Regions from separate parts of the Mus musculus genome. Here region 1 is linked to region 2. The links are chromatin contacts, called in public Hi-C maps. All regions are on one chromosome and are shown on one strand. The core of a region is the stretch at or near the end of the contact, and the rest is flanking DNA. Distances in the headings are between cores, read along the strand shown. Region 1 has its middle 100 kb from the start of Pdp1. Region 2 holds the start of Gm35884 (a long non-coding RNA gene).

The links. A called contact is a pair of places that touch in the nucleus more often than the background predicts.
Region 1: a contact with region 2 is called in a Hi-C map of uterus, with 1.5 times the contacts expected there. The contact joins two enhancer-like sites. A contact is called at or near these places in 1 of 15 datasets of contacts at CTCF or cohesin (the NIH/3T3 cell line), 1 of 484 Hi-C or Micro-C datasets (uterus) and 1 of 115 datasets of contacts at active chromatin or transcription factors (large pre-B cells).

Annotation. Positions count from the first base shown.
Region 1 is chr4:11,859,952-11,866,978 of GRCm38.p6, forward strand. No RefSeq gene overlaps it. Among named protein-coding and RNA genes, the nearest start is that of Pdp1, 100 kb to the right of the region's middle. Within about 2 kb of position 1,655, at least 11 of the 459 cell types and tissues checked have an H3K27ac peak or open chromatin away from gene starts, as enhancers often do. A contact at or near this core is called in uterus, where this site is marked.
Region 2 is chr4:11,670,829-11,677,761 of GRCm38.p6, forward strand. Gm35884 (a long non-coding RNA gene) reads right to left here and starts at 5,350. Exons shown (of 4, transcript XR_881129.1): 1 at 4,736-5,350; 2 at 1,281-1,450. Within about 2 kb of position 1,638, at least 104 of the 459 cell types and tissues checked have an H3K27ac peak or open chromatin away from gene starts, as enhancers often do. A contact at or near this core is called in uterus, where this site is marked.

The DNA of each region.
Region 1 (7,027 bases), core at 405-2,904, 190 kb after region 2:
ATATTAAGTAGGCTTTTCAGTGAAGCAGCTACCTTCAACTCACTCCTTCCTGTAGGTAACCCCTCACTCATGCGCCTGTGAATAGCGCCCCTAAAACACAGTGGTTCACCAGTCTAGACTTGCTGGAGTAATTTCTTTGGTTTGTTATTGGTACCCATCTGAGGTCGATAGAAACTTGCTAACAGCTCCCAAATAAAGTCATGAAACATTGGGAGTTTGTGACTGTGAGCTTATTTTGTTTTGTAGGCCTAGTGCAAACTCCCCATGGCAGGGGCAACACAGTGTTTTCTGCACCCCACACACAACATTCTGCATAGAAACTCTTAACGAATGAGGCCCACGGACCCAGTGCCCTCTCAGCGGTGAGCCCCTACTCTCTGGTCCTCCTCTGAGGCCTGCTGGCTCGAAAAGCCACTCACTCACTCACTAATGACAGGATTGCTTCACTCGAGTGGCAGACTGGTCTAGGGTCCAGTGGTTTGGGGACTCTTTCAAAAATAGAAAACGGACATCAGACTCATCCTGTGTGTCAGCGGCCTTCAGGGTATCTTCACAGATAAAGAGATGTAAGTGGGGCAGGAAGGTGGGCCGTGGTTCGGAAGGCAGCAGGCCTACATGAAGATCAGTCATAATTAGCCCATTTTGGAACACCAGGGCTGCTGCGCAGTCTGACAGCATGTCAGGGTGGGGTGAGTGTTTCCTGTGACAAAATGGAAGAAATAATTACCCTGCAGCTTCCCAGGTGACAGTACTATGGAAACCAAGTGGGCTGCCTTAGCTAGCCTGTGACTAACAGGAACTAAATGGGAAAGGCATGGCTTTGCAAATGAGAAATAAGAGACAGCACAATAATAAATTAAAAGTAGTGAACATTTGCACTAAAATTTTATCTCCAAGGACTTAATGGATTTTTTTTTCCTGAAAGCCACACGACAGAGATTTAGTCTCCCAACTGCCCAGAATTAAATATCTCAGACTTTGTGTTAGTTAGTTAGTTAGTTAGTTAGTTAGTTAGTTAGTCTGTCAGCCTTGTTTTGAGACAAGGCTTTCCTCTATAGCCTGGCTGTCCTATGGTGTAGCCAAGGCTGTGCTGGAACTCATTGTGCAGCCCAGGCTGGCCTGGAACTCATGGTGTAGTCCAGACTGCCTGGAATTTCTGGTAATTCTCCTTGTCTCTTCATCCTGGGTTTCAGGATAACAGGTGTGAACCGGGTGTGAACCAGGTGTGAACATCGTGCTTGCCTTTAAACTGAATATTTTTGATGTTTGACCAGAGAGCTAAGCAAAGTAAACTTCTACTTTAGACTCTAATGAAAAGCAGAAAAATAAAAATCAATAGTGCTTGACTACTTATTCTTATCATACGGCTCATAATCACAGGCTGTCCTTCGTGTCTGGTGAAAGTTTGTGGGCTCCGGAAGTGGCCAGCCCAGTCGGACAAGGCTATAGTCCTAATTGGCACTTCTGTTTCCATACTCTGATTGCCTTTGACCTCTAGAGTAATTTGAAATCAGATGATGTTTTGCTGTGGAAAGTTCTGTTCTTGGGAACTTGCCCAGGCTTTTGATATGGGAGAGCTGTTTACAGCTATTGCTTATAACTAACTCCCATCACACACCGTAAAACCTCCAAGATCTGGGTACTTTAGTTCATCCCACCAGAAGTAAATCAATTAATTAAAACCAACAAAGGAAGTTGACTTCCCACAGTAATGTGGACTGGAGAGAAGCCATAAAAGCTGGGGCAGAGCGAAAGGAAGGTTTCTCCTTCCTGGTACTCCAAGGGAAGCTTGCTTTTCACTGCCTCCTTTAAATACTAGGATACTAGGATGCTTGCTTGGGCCATGCTCATGGGAGACAGTGGTGTTAAGACCTAGTAGTTCTCTCTCCTGCATGCTACTGAAGCAATAAACTGAGACATGGAAGACTCTCTGCTCTGGTTTGAATGTTCCCAACAAAACCCATATTGAAATTGTGTGGTATTTTGAGACAGGTCTGCAGTGGGATATTTAGGAGGTCACTGGTCCTGATGGCTCTTATCTCGTGAATGGGATAACGTACTCATACACAGAGAGATTGATGGCCTCATGGGTTACAAGTGTGTCTGCCTTACAATTTAGTTTGGCTTTGTGTCTATGATGTCCTTGTCAGCTTGTGACTCTACAGAGAATGCCCACCAGCAGGAAGGTTCTCACAGGATGGAGCCTTTAATCTTGAACCTCCTACCTTCTACAGCCAGAAGCTAATGAACCTTTATTTTTATGAATTCTTGATTCTGTGATATCAAGCTATAGCAATAGAAAATAGACTTAGCTATGACTCACACAGTGGCAGAGGAACTGAAGTCTTCGAAAGGTTAGGAGAAAAGCTATGAACCCTTTCTTCTTAGGAGCCAAGAAGAGCCATTTTTCCCTCTCTTTTCCTTTTCTTTTGTGTCTTCTTTCAATTTTTTTTCGATACTCTGGATTGAACCCAGGGCTTTACACATGCGAGGCAAGCACTCTGTCACTGAGCTATGCATACCTTATTCTTTTATGAATTTTTTAAAGACTGAGTCCTGCTAAGTTACTTGGGGCTATCCTTGAACTTTGATCCTTCTACATTACCTTTCCAGGCAGTTTGGATCACAGGCCTGTGACAGTCCCAACACATGGAAGGACATTTCTGCCTTTCGCTTTCAGCTAGTGAGCAGTAAAGCCTGAGACCTGAGGGTGGACTTAGAGGTGGCTGGATGCTGAGGGGTTCCTCAGATCCCAGCTGACCTACTCCAGTCTGATTTACTGTCATTTTCTCAAAAAAAAAAAAAATCTCTCTAAGTTTAATTATCATTAGACTCATGGAAAGGCTCACCCAGCATGGCTGTCTAACTATCTAGACCGGCAGGGTGAGACCTAAGAATTTGCTAACCGCTTCCGAAGCTACACAGGTGCTGACAGTCGGGAGCCAGAATGGCCTAAAGTTAAGACCTGCCCCAGAGCATGGTAGTGCAATACTTGGATTTCTTTTACAGATGGAGTATTTCTGGGCAGCTGGCTATATACCTTTACCACATTGCTTTGAATCCTAAAGAAGTGATAAAAGTATTAAACCATCTGAGATGGTTTGTATATGCTTGGCTCAGGGAGTGGCACTATTTGGAAGTGTGGCCTTGTTGGAGTATGTGTGTCACTGTGGGTGTGGGCTTTAAGACTCACATACTAGCTGCCTAGAAGCAGTATTCTGCTAGCAGCCTTCAGATGAAGATGTAGAACTCTCAGCTCCTCCTGTACTATGCCTGCCTGGATGCTGCTATGTTCCCGCCTTGACAATGGACTGAACCTCTCTGAACCTGTAAGCTAGCCCCAATTAAATGTTGTCCTTTATAAGACTTACTTTGGTCATTATGTCTGTTCATAGCAGTAAAACCCTAACTATGACACCATCCCAGAAATGTAAGGCTTGGTTTATGAATTAGCAATAAGGAAATGATGAAGCCACAGTGAATAACTCTAAATTCAAAGGCAATTTGGTGCCTGGTGCTGTTTTGGTGGGTCTCTGGACAGAGAGCTCCTGGCAGTGGGGACCAGACCTGGGTACCTGTGCATTCACTACACTGGGCCTGGAAAAAGGAAGGAATTTTTTCCTCCCCAAACCAGAGTTGGGAGGCAAATGTCCCAGAGAGAAAATAACTCAGAGGCACCCCTGGCCCACAGCAGGGCTTCTGTGCAGAATATGCAAGTGACTTGTGGGTAACTACAGAAGGGAGGTCAAGGTAGGCTACAGAATCTTGGCTCTGTTGCCATTTTGCAAATGTATGACCACTGGGGGAGGGATGCTGTTGGAGCTGGAGCTGAGAAGGCAAAACGTCTAGGGTGGGAGGTGGGGTAAGGGGTAGTGGGAAGGATGAGGACCAGCATGCTAGACATCCATTGCAAAGTTCAGAAAATGGGGTCACAAAGAATTGTTGTGAGGACAAGGCTGAGTGGGCGCTACGTTTATCCCCAAAGTCTGTGTGGTAAGTTACACTCTATGTGAAGGCTGCGGGGTATGAGCCAAAGTGTGTGAGTCAGCCAAATTTGAGAAATTTAATTGATGTTTAGTTGTTGTAGTTTGGGCTGTTAGAGGGTCAGACTAGAGCTAGATATTTCAAGGCAACAAATTTAGTTTAGACACAATTTCTAGGAATTTTTCTTCACAATGAGAAAGTACTAATGCGTACCCTTGAATATGGGCTTTTTAGGGCTTACATTTTAAAGGCATTACAATGGAGCTGTTTTGTGGGTACCAGAAGACTATTTAGAAAATAACTCTTAAAACTCTACTAAGTCTTAAACAAATCGATATTTGGGACTTAAGATAAACTTTTATTGTTGAAACATTGTATTTACATATCTCAAAGTTACTTACCTGAAAATAATGTCTGAGTGGTTTTGTTTGTTTGTTTTGTTTTTTTTTTAATGAGGGCTCTGCCTGGCTGAAAAGTGATGTTCATCTTGGCAAAGACTGCGACCCAAAGAGAAACACAGAGTTTGTTTGTGTGAGATCAAGGAGGAGGAGGAGGACGGGGAGGGGGAGGGGGAGGAGAAACATTTTCCCACTATTAGACCTGGGTACCAAATCAATGAGTACCATATAAAGTATCAAAAAATGAGTACTATATAAAAAGAAGACATTTATCTATTCAGACTACATTTCTGAAATAGTCTTACATTGCTCAGAACCTCCTCCGAGGTTCTCATTGCTGCATATTCAGATGCTAGTGGTATTGAAGGGTTTTGGATACAAGAGGCCTTAGCACCTGCCAGCTCCTTCATCTTTCCTCGTGTCGTTGGTGGCTCACCTCTTTCCTTGGCTCTCCAGCTCCACATGAGTTCTCTGGTTTGATTCACCTTGTGCTTCTATAGAGGAACCTCCACGTGCTAAGAAGGCAAAACACCACATTCTTTTTCTACCCCCCATAAGCCCTCTGAGTTTTTGTTTGTGTGCCCTTGGGGGCTCTATTGTATAGAAGCCCTATTCTATTGTATATGAATAGCTCATGGCTCTGTAACATGATGGGGTGTGCTAGTTAGATTCTGACTATATGGTGAGAGTTGATGCTTCTGACCTTGCCCAAGAGACTGTGTTCTTAGGAACCAAGCTCAGCTTCCACAACGTGGCAGAGCACCTGCAGGTGAGGTCAGAGCTACACAGAAAAAGAACGCAGGTGGCAGTATTTGAAGGGACAGTGGCACACTCAGTTGCTAAAAGAGGGTCAGTGCATGTCACCATTTTGGGTAAACAAATACTTTCCTCGTTCTAATGAATGGTTTATTTATTAATTGATTGATTGAGGTTCTGGGAACAGAACCCAGGTCCTTGTGCATGCCAGGCAAACTCTGTGACACTAACCCACATTCGAAGATCTTAATCAGATAGTAGGGGCTATTGTTACTATTATTGTTATTGCTATTATTGTTATTATTATTATTATGTAATTCTAACTTGAACTTCTGCCTCTCCATGCCCAGCTCCTCAGCAAGCTGTCTAGGCCAGAGAGGATCATACACAGATGCCACTGGTCTTAGGAGTGATGAGGCAGGGAGGCTACCATTCAGGTTACTCCTTCAGTCTGGAGAAGTAAAGGAGCTGACAGAGCCAAGAGCATGGACAGAGTCTGTGAGTCACAGCTGGGTCTCAGCTTATTCATCAGATGAGCCTAGAGCTGATGCTAGACCAGAAGGGATGGGGCGGGGGGGGAAGGGGGGGGAGAATGTGGCTTCTTTTTATAGCTTCCAAGTATCTGGAAATAGAATGGTAAAAGATTTGGGCTTTGTCAGGCCAACCAGGTTTGCATCTCAGTTTGCTATTATGAGCAATAATATGATGAACGACTTCATACCAATCACATCTAGTAATTGTGGAATTTAGGGTGTATTCATGAACCTGTTTGCTTTTTATTTCTTTGAACCAAAGGAAAATTGTACAGATTAAAAAATAACTTTAAGATAAATACGTAAAATGGCTGGAGAACATGATCTGGCATGTGACTAGTGCTCTAAGGGCATCAATTATTACTGTGTATATTAAAGCATTTCTTTGAAAAATATTTGACCATGTAACTAATGCATCTATCAAGCGAGTCCTGTCCTGTAGAATAATACATTCTTGTACTTAGTCCATCGAGCACATCACACTGTCCTCTGACAGGTTCCCAGAATGCCCTCCCCTCTCCACTACCTGTAAACACCAGAAATAAATATTAAGACAGAATGGGCTCAGGGAGGGAATGAGTCCACAAACTGAGAACAAATAAGGAGCTCTTGAGAGAAAAACCAATGGTGCTGCAAAGACGGGTAGAGAGCCATTGATCACCACGGGGTTGTTTCTTGTGATCTCAGCGCTAAGGAACTACTCTGAAGGGTCAGTACAACTGCAGTTCACAGCCTCGAGTGGGAGAAAAAGCAGTGGACCCCAACATGACCAGTAGACTGAACTAGACTATGAGAGGAGGGCAGGGGCAGGAAAGGAAGGGGCGTGTGTGTGTGTGTGTGTGTGTGTGTGTGTGTGTGTGTGTGTGTGTGAAGGGGGGAGGGTGGAGATGGGATAAAGAGAGAGGGAACAAAGACAGCACATGGCTGAAATGGCAGGGTTATATAAAAATGAGAAACTGGGGGAGGAGAAGCCCATGAGCTGGAGAAGTTTAGGGTGGGAGTAAGGTGAGAAGAGTGGAGACAGCCAGGGTGCCAGCAAGGACACTGTAACTGCTCCTCCCTAGGCAGGCCAGCATGCTCTTCGGTATGGTATCTGATGGATACCACAGTGAGCCCTGAGCTTCTCTGGGACCAGACATCCACCAGGATCAGCTGACACCACATCCTCTGTGCGTGTGTTTCCCTCATTTTCCTGAGACCACACCTTCATCCTCTCAATCTCTGTTCTAGCCTCTGCTTGGAGGGCCAGATGGAAGGTAGTTTTCCTGCCTCAAGCGGAAAAAAATGCATACACAGCAGAACTTCACAGAGATATTCATAAAACTCAAGAGCCTTCCTTCCAAGTTCCAAAGAGCA
Region 2 (6,933 bases), core at 388-2,887:
AAATCTATGAAGGACTAAGATTTTTCTCTACTTAAAAAGTACTGGTGTGGTGGTTTGAATGAGTGTACCCCCTATAGGCTCAGATGTCTGAATACTTGGTGGCCCTGTTTGGGTAGGATTAGGAAGGAAGAGGTATGTCACAGGAATATACTGGAGGAGGTATGTCACAGAAAGTGGACTTTGAGAATGTAAAGACTCGTGCCTCAGTACACTGTCCTTCCTTCCTGATTGAGGATCAAGATGTGAGCTCCCGGCTTGCTATTCTTGTCACCATGCCTGCTGCCTTTGCTCTGCCACCGTGGACTCTACCCATCTGGAGCCAGAAACCAAATAAATCCTTCACCCCATAAGTTGCCTTGGTCAAGGTGTTTTATCACAGTAATAGGAAAGTGACTTAGACAGATGGCTTGTCTTAACACAGTTCAAAGAGGCATGAGCAGGAGGCATGAAACTCTAGGGTCAGAAACAAAGACATTCACTACTGCAGCACAGAAGGCAGCCCCGTGAGCACCGTCTCTCTTGGGGAGGGTCTGCTATGAAGGGGCAGCTGATGCCTGCTCGTGCAGAGGAATTGTCTGACAGAAGGGGAAGCCAGTGTTTACAGAACTGGAGTCTTCTGCAATGAGCAGTGAGCATGCCTGCCCTCTGTTCCAGAAAGCAACATCACTGCTAACTTTCAAGACTACTCATCACAGAAACATCTCAAAAACAGCAGAAATTGGCCCCATGGTGATGTTCATCTCTAACTCTAGCTTTCAAGAGACTGAGGCAAGTTGATCACAAGTTGAAAGCCAACCCAAGCTACATAGAGAGTTAGAGAACAGGCTGGATGTTAAACTAAGACACAAAACAAACAAGCACACAAACAAAACAGTGCCAAGAAAAGTGCAGTCAGGGTCTCCTGATAAGACAAGCAGAACCTGGAGCAGCTGAGGCAGCATTCCCCAACCACTAGAAGAGAGAATCTGATACTTTAAAAATGGACTCTTGTGTTCAAATTTAGATAGACTACTACTCATACCAGCTGTGTGACTTTGAATGTATTTCTTACCCTCTCTGATCTGCTCTTCTCTCATCTAAAAAATATCCTAGCATCCACCAGAAATCACTGGTAGACAGAATTAATACATGCATACAGCTTAGCAGATTGCCCTGTACACAGTCACTGTCACTACTGTGGGCAGGATCTCATTGTCTAATCACAGAGTTTTGAAAGCCCAGCGTGGGCCACCTCTTGTGGAAGCCCTGACCCCTTCCTCAGTCTCCTTCCTGTTTCTCACCTAGCACAGGAGGAGGCAGGTCATCCACTGTGTTGTGTGTTCCATCTGGGGATGTTCTTTTCCTAAGTCTGGCCATTTCACTGTGTATAGAAGTACGCTTCGGTCTCCCCCAGCTCGATTGTTCTGTCCTGGAAGGGTCTCTCTCGGCATGTGATATTACACCTAATACACTGCAAAGGACATTAGCAGAAAGGTTATGCAGCCTAGGACAATAGAGACACCACCCTTCTCGAGAATTGAGGCCCCTGCATGCAGGCAGACAGCTGTTTGAAAAGAGCAATTCGGGGGACTAACTGAGCTGTGGAGGGTGAAGCCTGGCTGGCCTGCCACAGCCCAGCTGCTGCTAGCCTGCCTCCTTCATGTCTCTCCAGAGCTCACAGGAGGCACCCTCTGCAACTTAGAGAGAACCTGCTCCCTTGGCAAGGAAACAAAACCCTGGCTTCCAGAAGAAACTTGTTTGAAAAGAATTCATTGGCTCCAAGTTGTTTTGTGGTTGTCTGTTTGCAGGTTTGCTTGCTTGCTTGCATGCTTGCTTACTTGCTTTAAAAAAGCAACCCCTAGCAAGCCTATTTCAGGAACCACTGGAGAGGAAACGACAGTCCTGTAATTTTATGTCTTGCTCTGGGGCAGCACAGCGCATGTGCCTCTAACCTGCTGTAAACAGGGCACCGACTCACACTCTGCCTGGGCATTTTATTATTTAGTAACTGGCCAACAGTTGATTCATCCCAGATGTGCACTGTGCCATCTCTAGTCAGCCAAGAACAAATAGGCTGTCTAGGCTGTGTTCACCCGTGGGGCCAGGCCTCACATCAGCCCTATGCAGGCTGCGGCCCAACTGGGATTTTCGTCACAGGACTGGTTCTTTCGCAAAGCAAGCCTCACACTTAGCCAGTGCTGAGGAGAGCTGGCTCCGTGCCCACTCCTGTGCGAGTCTCTTCGCCCAGCTGTTGCCTGAAAAACTTTTCTTTTAAAGTCAAAGTACTATAAACTAGGGGCAACGGGTATAGCAAACAAATTGACAGGAGCCTTCCTGCAGAGTGGAAACCCTCCCTCCCTTCCCTCTGTCCCAAGACTCAGCTAGAATGGGAGGAGGTATATACAGCTGAAACAGCAGGAAACTTGCGGAAAGGAAGCAGGGTTCCTCTCATCTGCTGCTTTGCATGATCCGTTTCATAGCCTATGACAGATAGACTCAGAAATAAGCTTGAGTTCCCTGGACCCCTGAGAGAAGAATGAAAGACATCAGGGAATTGCTAACACCACCACACGGCTCTGAAACGTCAGCTTCCAGACCTCTCACACTGTGAGATATTTGTGGATCTGCCTGGCTCTTCCAGGACTCCCAGGTAATAGACTCAATGTCAAGCATCCATTCCACCAGCCTCAAGATCAAGGTTAGGGAGTCTTTCCTGGGGCCTGAGAGATAGGAAAGCGGGGCACAAGGGCTGCTGTAATCACTGATGGTCCTGCCCACTTACACAGGTCTTACTATGTGCCAGGCTCTTCACTTTTTTCCCCCTAACAACTGCATGAGGCAGACCCATTTAAAGTGTTGTTACTCTCAACGGTTCACAGATAGGAAAACTGAAGAGCGATTTTTTCACACCTGCCCAGGATCACTAAGCCAGTGCATGGCAAAGGCAGATGTGGTGGCCACCCCCACCCCCCAGGGCAGCATCAGAGCCGTTCTTTCCATTCCTTGGAGCATAGCAAGAGCTCTGGAAGGCAAACAGCTCACCAAGTGTGAACATGAGTAGGGAGAATTCAGTTGAACATTTCCCAGGAGGTGACTTCCAAGAGGCTCCTTTGCCCTTGTGCCAGTGTCTCACAGTCAAGATCACTGCATGTCCCTTCCACCTCGTGTCAAAGGCACTGAGAATTCACCAGGTGTTTCCTAGCACAGACAGGATCCCTGAAGTTACAGGCAAAATGTTTGGCTAAAGGATAAAGTCACTTTTAAAAAAAAATCTGTTATCCAAGAAAGTTACAAATCAGCCTGCTAGAGAAATCCATGAGATGCAGCCAGCCAGACTCCAACAGACTTTTAGCATCAACACAGAGACAGATGCCCTGTGTGGAGAAGAAAACAGAGACAGGATGTAAACCAGCTGCAGAAGTGGCTCTGGTGGATCTACACTTCAGGATGGGGGACTGGGCTCTGCAGGTAGCACGTGGCCTGGCCTGGATCCACCCATGTGAACTGAAGCCTGACTGTGCCCCCGGGTGTCTAAGTGAGGCTGCTGGATGTGGGAGGCACACTGCTCCTTTATGCTTAGCTGCCCCTCACTGTCACACTGCCCTGCCTTCTAAGCAGCCCTTCTGGCCCCTCCATGAAGGAACAGCCTGCCACTGTACCTCAGAATCTAGCATGGAAAAGATTCATGAAAAACAGTCAGCCCTCTCGACTATACATCCATTGATTCAACAAAATTCCAATGAAAAAGCATTTGGAAAAAAACAAGAGCAACTTGTCTGTACTGAGCAGGTACAGTCTGCCTTAGAGTCACTCCCCAAAAGTCCTACCATCACCGGACATTAGCACAACAGTCCCTAGTACTTACAACGCAGTTAAATATAACCTAGATATGATTTAAAGCACCCAAGCGAGATATCACCTGACGGCAGTTCGAAGTTTCAGAACTGCTCAGTACTTTTTCCTGGCTAAAACTCCCTCCCCCTGCCCCTGCCCCTGCCCCTCCCCCTCCCCTCCCTCCTCCCCCTCCCCCTCCCCTCCCCCCTCCCCCTCCTTCTCCTTCTCCTCCTTCTCCTTCTCCTTCTCCTTCTCCTTCTCCTTCTCCTTCTCCTTCTCCTTCTCCTTCTCCTTCTCCTTCTCCTTCTCCTTCTCCTTCTCCTTCTCCTCCTCCTTCTTCTTCTTCTGGTTTTTCGAGACAGGGTTTCTCTGTATAGCTCTGGCTGTCCTGGAACTCACTCTGTAGACCAGGCTGGCCTCAAACTCAGAAATCCACCTGCCTCTGCATCCCAAGTGCTGGGATTAAAGGCATGCGCCACCACGCCTGGCCTCCCCTGTTCTTCTTAAGTCCCTGTTCCGAGGCATCTTTAGGAGCTGCCTCTGCTCTCCTAAGGTTGCTGTTAGAGGGACCCAGCCACTATTTCAAGACTGATTTCATTTTTACCCTGATGAGCAACAACCATGTAAAGGCACCTATATGAGAAAGTATTTAATGTCCTAAAACGACCACAAGTTTGCCACTTCTAACTCTGCCTCATTGTCTACATGTAGAAAATGTTAATTTCTTTGTGAGTAGCTCTTGTTAATATAGAATATCTTGTCTCTCATTTAATCTCTTTTGTCCTTCACTGAAGTGAATGAAGTATCTGAAGTGAGTGTGGAGGAAGCATGCCAATGTGACACCACTTCCCATAAGGCACTTGAATATCTGTGACCTTGGCTACCTTGGGAGCCCTGCAACCCAATCCTTATGGATACTTACTGAAGGACTTTTGTTTACTGGTTGAAGACAAGGAATGAGTAAATGAGTGACTGGCACATCTTGAAGAACAGTCCTCAGATGCTCCATGAAGCGAGGTATAACCACCCAGCAGCCTTCTCCAGTGCTAGCCTGCAGCAGGCTTTCAAGCGGCAATAGGTAAGGCACCATCTTGTGCACCTGCTTCCAACAGGAGCTGCAGGGGAAAGGAGTTGAGGGTTCCCTCTGAGACACACACCTTCAAATACCCGAGCAAACCCACTGTTCTGCCATGCCAAGGCTGGTATCCCCCACGGGCTGGCAAGTGTTCTCCCAGCAGGAACTCGCTGCCATTGCCTATGCCGTCCTCCTTCAGCAAGCACATTCACTGGGCCATTAATCTTCTTCCAGCCAGCAGGGCGCATGCCAAGGACTTCTTGTAGCTCATGAGTCACAGTCTCCTGGTCCTTAAGCATGGGAACATCTCCAGAGGGGAGCAAGGGTTTGGGGGCCCGTGCCTTGAGGGGAACTCTACCAGAGGAGACACTGACCAAAGCAGCCTCCAGGAAGGACCTTGCCAGGCATGTGGGATGAAGTGGTCAGGAGCCCATGGAATTCTGAAGGACTGCCAGGGCCTGAAGGAAGTCAGAGTAGGCAGAAACTCAGGCACTGGCCTGGACTTGTTCTCACAAACATAGACTTGGCAGGGTCGTTGGGAAACATGAAAACATAAAACCCCCGAGAGATGATTCCACAAACTAGAAAATCTTGTTCTCATCTGTTCCTGCAGCCATGGGCAGGAAGGGCAGCAAAGCAGGACTCAGACAGCTGATGCAGAGGTCTCCACCTGTTAACCCCAGACATGCTTTCAAACATGCAGATAGCCGTAATCCAGCCTAAGTCAACCCACAGGTACTTCCTGAGCCCCCCATAGGTGGCAGAACTGCATTGCATGTGGCTACCTCAAGCTGACCAGATAGATGCCTTTTCTCCCGTGAAACCTTACAAGCCTATGCTCAGCTCCAGAACCTCAACTTAATATTCACATCACTTGGCCCAGGTGTGACACAGACAGGTCTGGATGGGAATTCATTTCCATTTCAAATGTTATTGTTTATCTAACTTCAGAGAGAGAGAGAGAGAGAGAAGAGGGAGAAGGAAAGGGAGAGAGACAGAGAGAGACAGAGATTACAATAATTCTAAGACATCTTCTGAGGGTCTTGGTTTCAATAAATAGAAAAGGAAAGTTCTTTAATCTCTGAGAACATGTCTTGCTTGCTTTCTGGGTTTTATATAGACAGAAACTCATTTGTAAGCAAGGAAAGGAAGCAAGACAGGGAAAAGCCCCCAGGTCACAGCCATTTGCAGACAGGGGACACTAAAACTGTCAAATTGTTCATCCTCTCTGCTCCATGCCAAACATGTGAAACCTGCCTAGGATATAAGACCTCCTCTAAAAAAAAAAAAAAAAAAAAAAGAAAGAAAGAAAGAAAGGAAGGAAAGAAGGAAGGGAGGAAGAAAGTTGGGCAATGGTGGCACACACCTTTAATCCCAGCACTTGGGAGGCAGAGGCAGGTGGACTTCTGAGTTCGAGGCCAGCCTGGTCTACAAAGTGAGTTCCAGGACAGCCAGGGCTACAGAGAGAAACTGTCTCGAGAAAAAAAAAAGAAAGAAGGAAAGAAAGAGAGAGAGAGAGAGAGACAGAAAGAAAGAAAGAAAGAAAGAAAGAAAGACAACCTCCTCTGCCTAGGAGAGGAAGAAAACTATTAAATGTTTAAAAGATCAGGTTTCCTTGAATAAGTACTCAAATCGTGCCGTCAAAATGACAGAGTCAGCCGGAAGATGCCTGTGAAAGAATGTCATAACTGATGTGGGGAGACCCATGTAATTTGGGGCAAGGATCCCAGAGTGTGCAAAACAGAAGGTGAGACAGACACTAGGAAGCAGTCATCACGATGCCATGACTGTGTGTCACGTGACCAGCGGCCTCAAGCCCATGAAGCCTTGCCTTCTGTACCTGAGTACATCTGTAGCTTGAACTGTGAGCCTGAACAAACTCTTTCTCCCTTAAGTTGCTTCCGTCAGAGTATTTATCACAGCAACAGGAAAAGAAACCAAGACAGAAATTGGTGCCAAGGAGTGGAGCCACTCTTATGATGTACCTACAGGGTTCTCAGGTGTGGAACCGTTTCATTGCTAACTTATAGGATGGTTTAGAACTC